Linked DNA regions of Sus scrofa: region 2 is linked to region 1. The links are chromatin contacts, called in public HiChIP or PLAC-seq maps. All regions are on one chromosome and are shown on one strand. Each heading gives the region's core, a stretch centred on a gene start, on an enhancer-like site or on the middle of the called end of the contact. The rest is flanking DNA. Distances are from core to core; before and after follow the strand shown. Region 1 holds the start of CFL1 (cofilin 1). Region 2 holds the start of PACS1 (phosphofurin acidic cluster sorting protein 1).

Region 1 (4,738 bases), core at 1,118-3,617:
CCCTATGACTGGGAGGTCTGGCCGGGCCGGGCTTAAATGAGTAACCCGAGGCTGTTGGTTTCAGACTGGCTCTAGCGGAGGACGCTGGAGAAACTGGCCTAGTGAAGAATCCGAGAGGTGGGAGGATGGGGAAGCAGATGGGTTCAGTTGTTTTTGTAGGAAGGACATTAGGAATGAGGACACAAAGGTAACGCAGAAAGAGCTGAAAGACCCTCCGAGGAAATGGTGATCCCATGTGGGCCTCCCCATCCAGAGCAGTGGGGGAGGGGCGCGAAGACGAGGACGTGCAGGGAAGGCCAAAGCTGGGAGGACAGGGAGAGGGAGACAGTAGACAAACAGAAAGGGGACAAGTAGGAGGTGCTGGACATCGAGGCATGTGGGAGGGGCTGACATGGGCATGTTGTTGGATTCGGGGTAGCAACCCGGGGGTGAGAAATACGGACAAGGGAAGAACACTTCATCGTTCTTGTGACTCGTTGGAGGTGGGGGACTCTCAGGAAGGTTAAGATGGGAACTATGCAAAGGGGGTTCCACTTGAGCACGAGAGTCTCGCCAGCAAGTTACAGCAGCCGACATCTGCCATACCGGAAGTGGCGAGGTGTGGGTCTGGGGCCTTTCGGGAGTGGAGAGGCGGGCGCCCGAGCTCCAGGCCTGCCCCTTCAGACTCCGCCCAGCCTCGATCCCGCACCCCCCGGCCGGCTCCGCACTCCCGCCTCCCGCCTGACGCTGCCTTATAAGGAGCCTCCAGCAGGCGTTCGGATTGGACCCGCCCCCTCTAGTCTCTTGTCCTAATAAGGACATCTAGGGCATCCCGCAGCTAGGGGCGGGCGGGAGCGCGTCTCCAGGGTAACTGCGAAATCTCCCACCCCCCTCCTCGTTGCTCTTGGAAACTCCGAAGCTCAAAAAGGTGGAGCCAATCTCATCTTGTAGCAAGGTCTCTTGCAGGAGGCGGCGGTCGAGCTGCGGTCCCCACCTGATGCTCCCGGTGGGGGGGCAATGCAGCGGTACGTCCCCGACTACAGTCCCCGGCATGCTCTGCGACATACCCCAGTCTCGGGTGTTGCTCCCCAGCTGAAGACCAAGCTTCCAGCTCTTCATTTACAGCCTTTATTCTGCATATGGGATCGATGCCCCCAATTCTCTTGTTTGCGACCCTGTCTTCTGCAGAGTAAGCGGCTATGGCCTTTGTTGAAAGCCAATGAAATCTCCCTGGAGTCCCCCACCCTAGTCTGTTTTTTGAAGGTTATGCTCCCACAGAGCTTCTGTTTTAATTTCTGTGGGTATTAAATTAACCATATGCCTGGTTACCAACTGGAGAACGAGATTTAAGTCTGGTTTAAAATCTGTTTCCTGGAGTTCCCGTCGTGGAGCAGCGGTTAACGAATCCGACTAGGAACATGAGGTTGCGGGTTCGATCCCAGCCCTTGCTCAGTGGGTTGAGGATCCGGCATTGCCGTGAGCTGTGCTGTAGGTCGCAGACGCAGCTCGGATCCCGCCTTTCTGTGGCTCTGGCATAGGCTGGCAGCTACAGCTCCGATTCGACCCCCTAGCCTGGGAACTTCCATATGCCGTGAGAGCAGCCCAAGAAATGGCAAAAATAAAATAAAATCTGTTTCCTCTGCTCACTGCCTAGTAAAAGGCGGTAATCTTCGAATGCATAAATCCCTGCTCTTCTCCCTTTATTGCCTCATGAATATGCCAAATGCTTTTAAAACTAGTACAAAGCTCTATTTTCAAAGATTTCTTTGTAGTCTTTCCTTGTGTTTTTTTTCTCTTATTTTATTGAAATTGCACATCGCCTTTCCTCAGTAGACAAGAGTGTCTTTTGAGTATGGAGAATGGTTAATGAATGTGTCCTGGATTGAAGTCTCCTTATACTTGGGATTCTCCTTGCTCTAGGACTGGATTCCAGACCAATGAATAGTTGCTTCAATTCACAAAAGCAAAATACCAAGTCACTGGAAATTTTTAGACCAAGAGATCCAGAAAAACGCCAGGATGGACCTTAGGAAAACCGTTTCGGTACGGGATAAAGAAGCGCGAAATCGAGGCTCATTTTCAGGTCAAATCACCCAGCACCGAGGCCTTGGCTCTGTGCAGAGCGTTTCCTGGGGCATTCCACCAACCCGCGCGCTCTCCTTGCTGTAGTCCCGCCCCTCTCAGCTGTCCCCGGACTACACTTCCCAGTATGCAACGTGACGACCAGACGCTGTCAGATGAAAAAGACTCTGCTACCCAGCTGGCCCGAGGACAGCGCAGGAGCCTCGGACTTCATTTCCCGTCGGTCTTCAGGAGGAGCGCCGGAAGCCCGCCCCGCCCCTCATTGTGCGGCTCATACTAAACGGAAGGGGCCGGGAGAGGCCGCGTTCAGTCGGATCCCGGCAGCAGCTGAAGCGGCTCTTGTCTTTTCTGGCTCCTTGCTATCTCCTTTTCGCTTCCGGAAATATGGTGAGCGGCAGGCCACGGCGCGGGAGGGGAGGCGGCTGCGAGTCGATTGTCTGCGTGCGCGGGAGGGAACGGGGGAGCGACGTCGGCACCCCCTCCCCCAGATCCCCCGGCTGGATGAGGGTCTCGTGCTGAGGGGCGGGCGGCGCTGGGACGCGCGTGCGCGCCCGCGGGCGCCGGTGAGGGCCGGCTCGGACGTCGCTCGCGCGCCCCCTGGACTCCCCTCCCCTCCCCCACTCCGCTGTTGCGCCCGCGCGGACACTGGCCGTGGGGGAGGGGTCCAGGGCGCGCGGGTGCGCGGCCGTCGCGGAGCAGCCGGTGTCGCGCGTCGCGGCGGTGCCGAAGCGAATGGGTTCGCGGGTGCGCGCGCGCGCTGGGAGCACGCGGCATCCAAACCTGGCTCGGGGGCGGCGAAGGAAAAGCGCGCGAGCGCTCTCGGCGCGCGCGCCCCACCCAAGGGCTGTTCCTGTCTTCGCGTCACCCTCCCTCGCAGGCGGGTCTGTCTCGAGAGCAGGTGGCAGGGATGCCCACAAGGGGCGGGGGCGGCGCGGCTAGCTGGGATGCGGGGGTGTCCGGGTTTTGGCGCAGGCGCCTGAGATTGGGGGCTTGCCCCGCGCAGCGGACCCCGCAGCGACCACGGCCGCGCTCGGGAGCGAGCCCACGAGACGAGCTGGGTTCTCCGCCGAGTACTCCCGGCGAGGGATGGAACGGCGCTGTCGGCCGGCGCGTGCGCACTCGCTCAGGCCTGGCCGCCGGGCCCGAATCCCTGGACAAGTGGGGCCGTCGGCTTTCCCGGATGGGGCCTGAGGGTGGAGCTGAGTTTAGGGAAGTGACCCAGGCGGGCACCGCCCGGAAACCACCCCGCCCCCTCTGTTCAGCCCGAAGGCTTCGAGGGCCGAAGGTTGTGTAACGTGCCCAGGCCCTCAGCGGAGGGGACCAGTAAGCTGGTGGGTAAAGGCGATTCCTTGGGGTTGAGAGTCTAGAGGTGTCTCTGCATCTGTGTACCGGTTTTTCTCGGGGAGGGGTCTGAGTCTAGCCGATCTCTTCTCCGCCTACTCCGGAAGCGGCTCAATCACGTGGCCAGCTTCCTCTGCAGTTCCGGGAGCGGGGGCAGGTTTTTACCTTGGACAGTCACTCTCTCCCGGCTAGGTTGGGCCCCAGCACGACCCAGAAAAGTTTAAAGAGCTCTCAAGGGCCAAGGTGTTTGGAGTGCTAACTTAGATCAGTGACTTTTGGGGCCTGCATATATTCTGGGGAACAGGGAGTTGTTGGGTAGGGCCTTAATTAGGCGTTTGTGGTTCTTGCTTGGGTTTAGGAAGACCCCAGCGGAGGATAGGACAGCTTGTGTAGTCACCGCATGGGACAGTTCTGATGGACTTGTTAGAACAGTTGAGCACCGCTGGTGTCCCATGTAGCATTATGGGGTCCTGGTTCTCAGAAGTGACTGTAGCCTGGGTGTCTGGGTCCTCTTCCACCTCCGTGAAGTTCTGAGTCAGCACAGGAGGCAAAAGCCGAGATTGAGGATGTGAGTAGGAAACGAGCCAGTAGTCAGTTCTGTAGGTTCTTTCAATTCTGGGCTCCCATCTGGGCCAAGGCTCTGCTGCTCGCAGGTCTTCAGACTCTAGCCTGCAGGATGTCAGGCTGGGAAGGAAGGATACTGAGTTACTTGACCAGATGTGTCTCTCACGGTTGCCATTCTGGGGTTGTGTGACATCTGGTCCTTGGACAGGAACTGGGGTGGGGAGATAGAGACACTTGTCTTGGGGAGGGGATTCATGACCTCTTGGGAGTAAGGACTACACCCCGTGGCGTCTAGACAGATCTCCCCAGAAAGCGGAGGAGGGACTTCAGGGCACTTCCCAGAAACCTCTTCCTTATGAGGTACATGCGGCCCGTCCTCTAGGCCTCCGGTGTGGCTGTCTCTGACGGGGTCATCAAAGTGTTCAATGACATGAAGGTGCGTAAGTCCTCGACACCGGAGGAGGTGAAGAAGCGCAAGAAGGCGGTGCTCTTCTGCCTGAGCGAGGACAAGAAGAACATCATCCTGGAGGAGGGCAAGGAGATCCTCGTGGGTGACGTGGGCCAGACTGTAGACGACCCCTATGCCACCTTTGTCAAGATGCTGCCGGACAAGGACTGCCGCTACGCCCTCTATGACGCCACCTACGAGACCAAGGAGAGCAAGAAGGAGGACCTGGTGTTCATCTTCTGGTGAGCTCCTCCTGCGGGCACCTGCCCCGGCTCTGCCCTGCCCGGCGCTCTCAGGCTGGGGAGGGCCGCCCTTGGCTGCTGG
Region 2 (4,738 bases), core at 707-3,206, 190 kb before region 1:
GAAGATATTTCAGTTCGAGCTACCACACAATTCTCACGAACTTCGTGTTGACTTAAAAACAACACACGCACACACTAAAATAGGCCACAGCACACATCCAGTAGGCCAGCATTTCTATCAACTTCCCAAAACATTCAAAACTAAAACGTATTGTTTAAAGGTGCACAGATATAGTAAAGATCTTTTAATTTTAAAAGACAAGGATATGACAGACCCACAATTCAGAATGATATTTACCTTTATGGGGGGGGACAAGGGGGTGTGGCCAGGAAGAGACACCCCAAGGGCTTCAACACAACTGTCGTGCTCCTTCTCAAGCCGAGTCAAGCATAGAGATGTACTTCTTGTCAATTTTTAAGTGTGAATATCCTTCCTTAGGATATATGTTAATTTTGCATGCATGAAACCATTCAAAATAAAGGGGGGGGGATAAAAAGTTGACGATGTAACCAGACAATGCTCCCTAAACCCCCCCCCCCACTTACACGGAGCCAGCCAGACCCCAGGACCACAGAACCAACCCTGTTTAGAGGTGACAAGAAAGACCACCTCCAGGCACTTCCCTGTGCTTCCCGGTGGAACCAGCTTCACAGTGTCTACCCAAGGGGCAAACTGTAAGACACTGCACACTGTCCCCAAAGAGTTGGAGAGAGACAGCCTTGCCGGTACAGAAACAGAAAATATCCCAAACTCGGGCATATTTCACCAATGGAAGGAAAGTCCCCCAGACGGTTCCAACAGACAGAGGAATGGACTGAATTTAGGAACAAGGCAGTAATTTTATGTCGCCCTGCAGGGCTAGAAGAATTTGTGACCAGTTACTGGAGGGGAGAAAGGGATGAAAAATACACTTGAAGACACACTAAATAAGAGTTTTACAAGACCATAGAGACCGGCACAGAATGTGTGTAATTGGAAGTACAAATAAACCCGGGTGTTGAAGACAAATTAGAAGCCCCAAGGGTTCCTATATGGGCTTTACCTGGCAGAGGGTGACAACCGAGTTTGGCACATGCTGAGTATGTTGGGAAATAATAATATCTAGAGATCTGTACCACATCTGTGTAACATATGTACAACCCACGGGCGCTGGCGAGGCTGGGAAGAGTCTGTGACTTAACGCCGGGAAACTGACTGTCAGGAAGGCCGGGTTCGGTCAGATCAACGAGAGAAGGCCCAGAGCTGAGAGTCCACAAGGCCCGGCTCAGGGAAGGGAAGAGGGTGGTCCCGGCCCCAGACAGAAGGTGGGGATGCCAGCAGAGGGCGGGGTCCCCGCAGGAGGCGTCCCCAGAGGCTGGGCAGCAGCCAGGCCCGACAGCCAAGCAGCCTGGGGAATCTAGGGTCGGGGCGTCCCCTTGGGCGATGGGACGGGGAGGAATGAGAAGGCGGGGGGGCCTGTCACAGACTCTGCTGGGCGGCCCCCGAGGGCCGGGTCCCCCCACCCCGCCCGCTGCTCACCTGGGCACGCAGCTGGACGAGCTCCGGTCCACCTCCCAGGTGGCGTACAGGTTCATCTGCACGGGGGCGGGGGTGCGGCCTGGCCCCGGGCCGCCGGCGGGCGCGGAGCCCGAGGCCACCGCGACGGCCATGGAGGTGGAGGTGGACGAGGACGAGGAGGAGGCGGCCGCTGCCGAGGTGGACGAGGACGACGAGGTGGCCTGGGCCAGCTTGGGGGGCGTCGGCTGCTGCGGCGCTGGCTGCTGCTGCGGCGGCTGCTGCGGCGGGGACTGGGCGACCCCAGAGCCCCGCTGGCCGCTGCCGCCCCCGGCGCCTCCGGGACCACCGCCCGCCCCTCCGCGTTCCGCCATGGCCCGGCCGGAGGTGGGGAGGCGCGGGGGTTACGGGGATCGAGGTGACGCCGAGCGGACGCCCAGGCTTCTCCCGCGGCGGCGGCGGCGGCGGCGGCGGGGGCTCGACTCGTCTGCTCGGCCCGCCCGAGCGCGCGAGCGAGAGGCTGCACGCACGCGCGGGGCCTCGCGGCGCGCGGTCCTCGCGCTCGCCCGCCGCTGCCTGTTGCGGCTCGCGCCGCCGAGACACTGGGTGGGCGTGTCCGGGGCGGGGGGCGGGGAGCCCTGGCCCGCGCCGGCCCCACCCAGCGCCGAGGGGCGGGGCCGCGCTCGCGCCCGCGCCCCCGGCGGGCCCAGGAGCGCGCGCCCCTCGCTCCTCTGGAGGAGGGCGGGAGGCTGGGGCCCACAAACGGCACGTCTTTTTGAATTCGCGGCCCGGCGGCAGCCAGCCGACCCCTCTCCCCTACCCCGCGGCCCTTTTGGCGTTGGCGGCGGCAGCTGAGCCAGCGGAAACCCCGCTTTTCCGGGGCGCGGCCCCGGCCGGGAGGGCGCTGCCGCGGGGGCGCGCTTCATCCCCTTGGGTCTGTGGACCTGAAGCTGAACCCGCCGCCCACCCAAGCCCGTCTAGTGACCGCCGACCTGACCCCGGCCCTGCAGCCCCGAGGCTTCTTCGCCACGACCAGCAAGGGAGCGATGGAGACCCGGGGGCCGGCTGGCCGCCTGCGTGCCGGGCAGTTTCCGCCCCCCTGCTTCTCCCCAGTGTGGGCAGGGGCTCAAGGACCCAGTCCAAAAGGCCTTGGCAAGGGTGAATTATAAAGTTCTGATCCATCTGGAGCCAGCCCTTTCTTTTCTGTCCCTAATGTCCCCCTCCCTCAAAGAACCATTTAGAGTCCCAAGCCCCCATCTCTGCCCTCAATTTCCTTTACTTGGAATGTGTTTCTGCTTCATCACTTACTAAATTTCTAAAAAGGCCTTGCTCAACTGCCTCATCCTCCCCGGAGTCACCCACACTCCCCACTCCTGAAACTGTCATGAAGCCTCCAGCTCCGCAACACCTCTGGTGCAGTGGCAGAGTGACTCTCTCCCACCAGCACTTGCCAAATGCCTGGTGGACCCACTGTTCCAATTTAGTCTAGCCTGTCAGAAAGACTTCTCAGGACAGGGGCCCTAAAACCTGGGAATGTTAGTCCCCCCACCACTACCCCGGCCCCCACCAAAACCTGGAGACTGACTGACAAAACCACCCAGGGGCTCACACGTGCTCAGGAAAATCTAGATTGTGGGCTGTCTTCTCTCCCAGGTAAGGACTTAGACCTCCTTGGCCACAGGGTCTATCAGGAAGGCCCGACCTGGCCTACTTCCCGAGCCCACTGGGCTTCCTCAGCCCAGCCAGGGCGCTAAGCTGGCTATTTTTAGTCCCCAAGGACACAGTGGTAAGGTCAAACCAGACCTAAAAGTCCTTCCCCCAGAGCCTTCCTACAAAGCAGGCAGTGGTAAAACACACAATCTCAGATTTAGCTTCAGCACCAGTCTCAACTGCCACACCTGATCCGGTGCCTGCCCCGTCATCACTGGAGCAACTTGTTGTAGAAAATGATTTTTTTTTTTTTTTCCAGGACCACACCCATGGCATATGGCGATTCCCAGGCTAGGGGTGGAATCAGAGCTACAGCTGCCAGCTACAGCCACAGCCACAGCCACTCAGAATCCAAGCCACATCCGTGACCTACACCATAGCTCACGGCAACGCCGGATCCTTGACCCACTGAGCAAGGACAGGGATGGAACCCGCATCCTCATGGATACTGATCAGGTTCATTACCACTGAGCCATGACGGGAACTCCTGTTAATTCTTTGGCAGGAAGGCACTAAAAGAAGACAGAGGAGGATCAGGAGCGTTAAATGTTCATCTCTTTCCTTGGGAAACAGCTTTATTTACAAAACAGGTCTAAAATAAGAACATGAACCTGAAAGGACAAGCCCTGGGGAGTAACAGGAGAGCTGGCTCTTGGGTATCCATGTGCGAAGCCCAGGTGTCCGGCAAAGGGCCTAAAGGAGGGCCGGGCGTGTGAGGGGACCTAAAATTTGAACTCCTTATATTTCTTGCTGCCCCCACGGCTGTCCTGGGGCTGAGCTTTCCGTTTCTTTTGCTGTAGGAGAGAAAGAGGAACAGGTTACAACAGGTTAAACAACCTGCTGCTCCCCAAACAAGGGTGCCCGACACAAGCACACAGGTCTGCAGAAAAAGCACTGCGACTGGATGCTCAAACCCGAGTGAGTCCCTCTCCCTCCCTGCACCTCAGCTGCATCTTCCTTCAAGAGGGTGGCCCGAGGGAGGATCTCCAAGGTTTCCAGCATCTGGGAAGCTCAGGGCAGCAGGCAGTGTGTCCTCTCGCTCCCTCACCACTAGAGGACACCACTGCGCTGACAAAGGAGGCCCTGCTCCCTGGCGCTCCCATAGCCAGCCTCCCGGGGAGTGAGCGCCCACCTTCTGCTTGGCAGCATGCTCAGCCACCATGTCGCTGAAGTCCTCTTTCTCCACTTGGGCCTGCTGCTCCCGCACGTGCTCCTCATACTTCTGGGTCATGGCCATGGGATCCAGCTCCAACTCTTCGGGTGCCAGGGCCACTTCCACACCTTGCAGCTCGGGGGCTGGGCCCTTCCGGCTCATAACCTGGAAAAGGAATCAGAGCCCTGTCACCTCCAAAGAGACACTCCAAGAGAAGCCCTCGCTCCCACGCTTTCCGAACCCCCAGAGCAGCGTCCTCTGAGTGCCCACCGTGGACATGTCATAGATGTGGGTCGATCCCATCATGGCCCCTCCAACGGTGGCTGTTCTCTTCTCCGGCAACACAGTGAAGAGCTGCGGTGTCTCACTTCTGCAAAGGACAAAGGCGTCAGGCCCATAAAGGCAGGGAAGACAGGGTCTCCAGAAGGGAAAACAAAAGGA

The links. HiChIP or PLAC-seq counts read pairs in DNA pulled down with a chosen protein or histone mark.
Region 2: an H3K27ac HiChIP or PLAC-seq map of alveolar macrophages shows a contact between it and region 1. The contact joins the promoter of PACS1 here to the promoter of CFL1 in region 1. A contact is called at or near these places in 1 of 5 promoter capture datasets (fetal liver), 1 of 47 Hi-C or Micro-C datasets (embryonic fibroblasts) and 1 of 2 datasets of contacts at active chromatin or transcription factors (alveolar macrophages).

What each region holds. Positions count from the first base shown.
Region 1 is chr2:6,469,191-6,473,928 of Sscrofa11.1, forward strand. CFL1 (cofilin 1) reads left to right here and starts at 2,368. Exons shown (of 4, transcript NM_001004043.1): 1 at 2,368-2,448; 2 at 4,349-4,656. The coding sequence starts at 2,446. It overlaps MUS81 (crossover junction endonuclease MUS81), which reads right to left and starts at 1,590. Exons shown (of 16, transcript XM_003122526.5): 1 at 1-1,590.
Region 2 is chr2:6,275,353-6,280,090 of Sscrofa11.1, forward strand. PACS1 (phosphofurin acidic cluster sorting protein 1) reads right to left here and starts at 1,957. Exons shown (of 25, transcript XM_021082811.1): 1 at 1,459-1,957. The coding sequence starts at 1,808. It overlaps SF3B2 (splicing factor 3B subunit 2), which reads right to left. Exons shown (of 22, transcript XM_003122505.4): 20 at 4,568-4,667; 21 at 4,277-4,462; 22 at 3,687-3,938. The coding sequence ends at 3,867.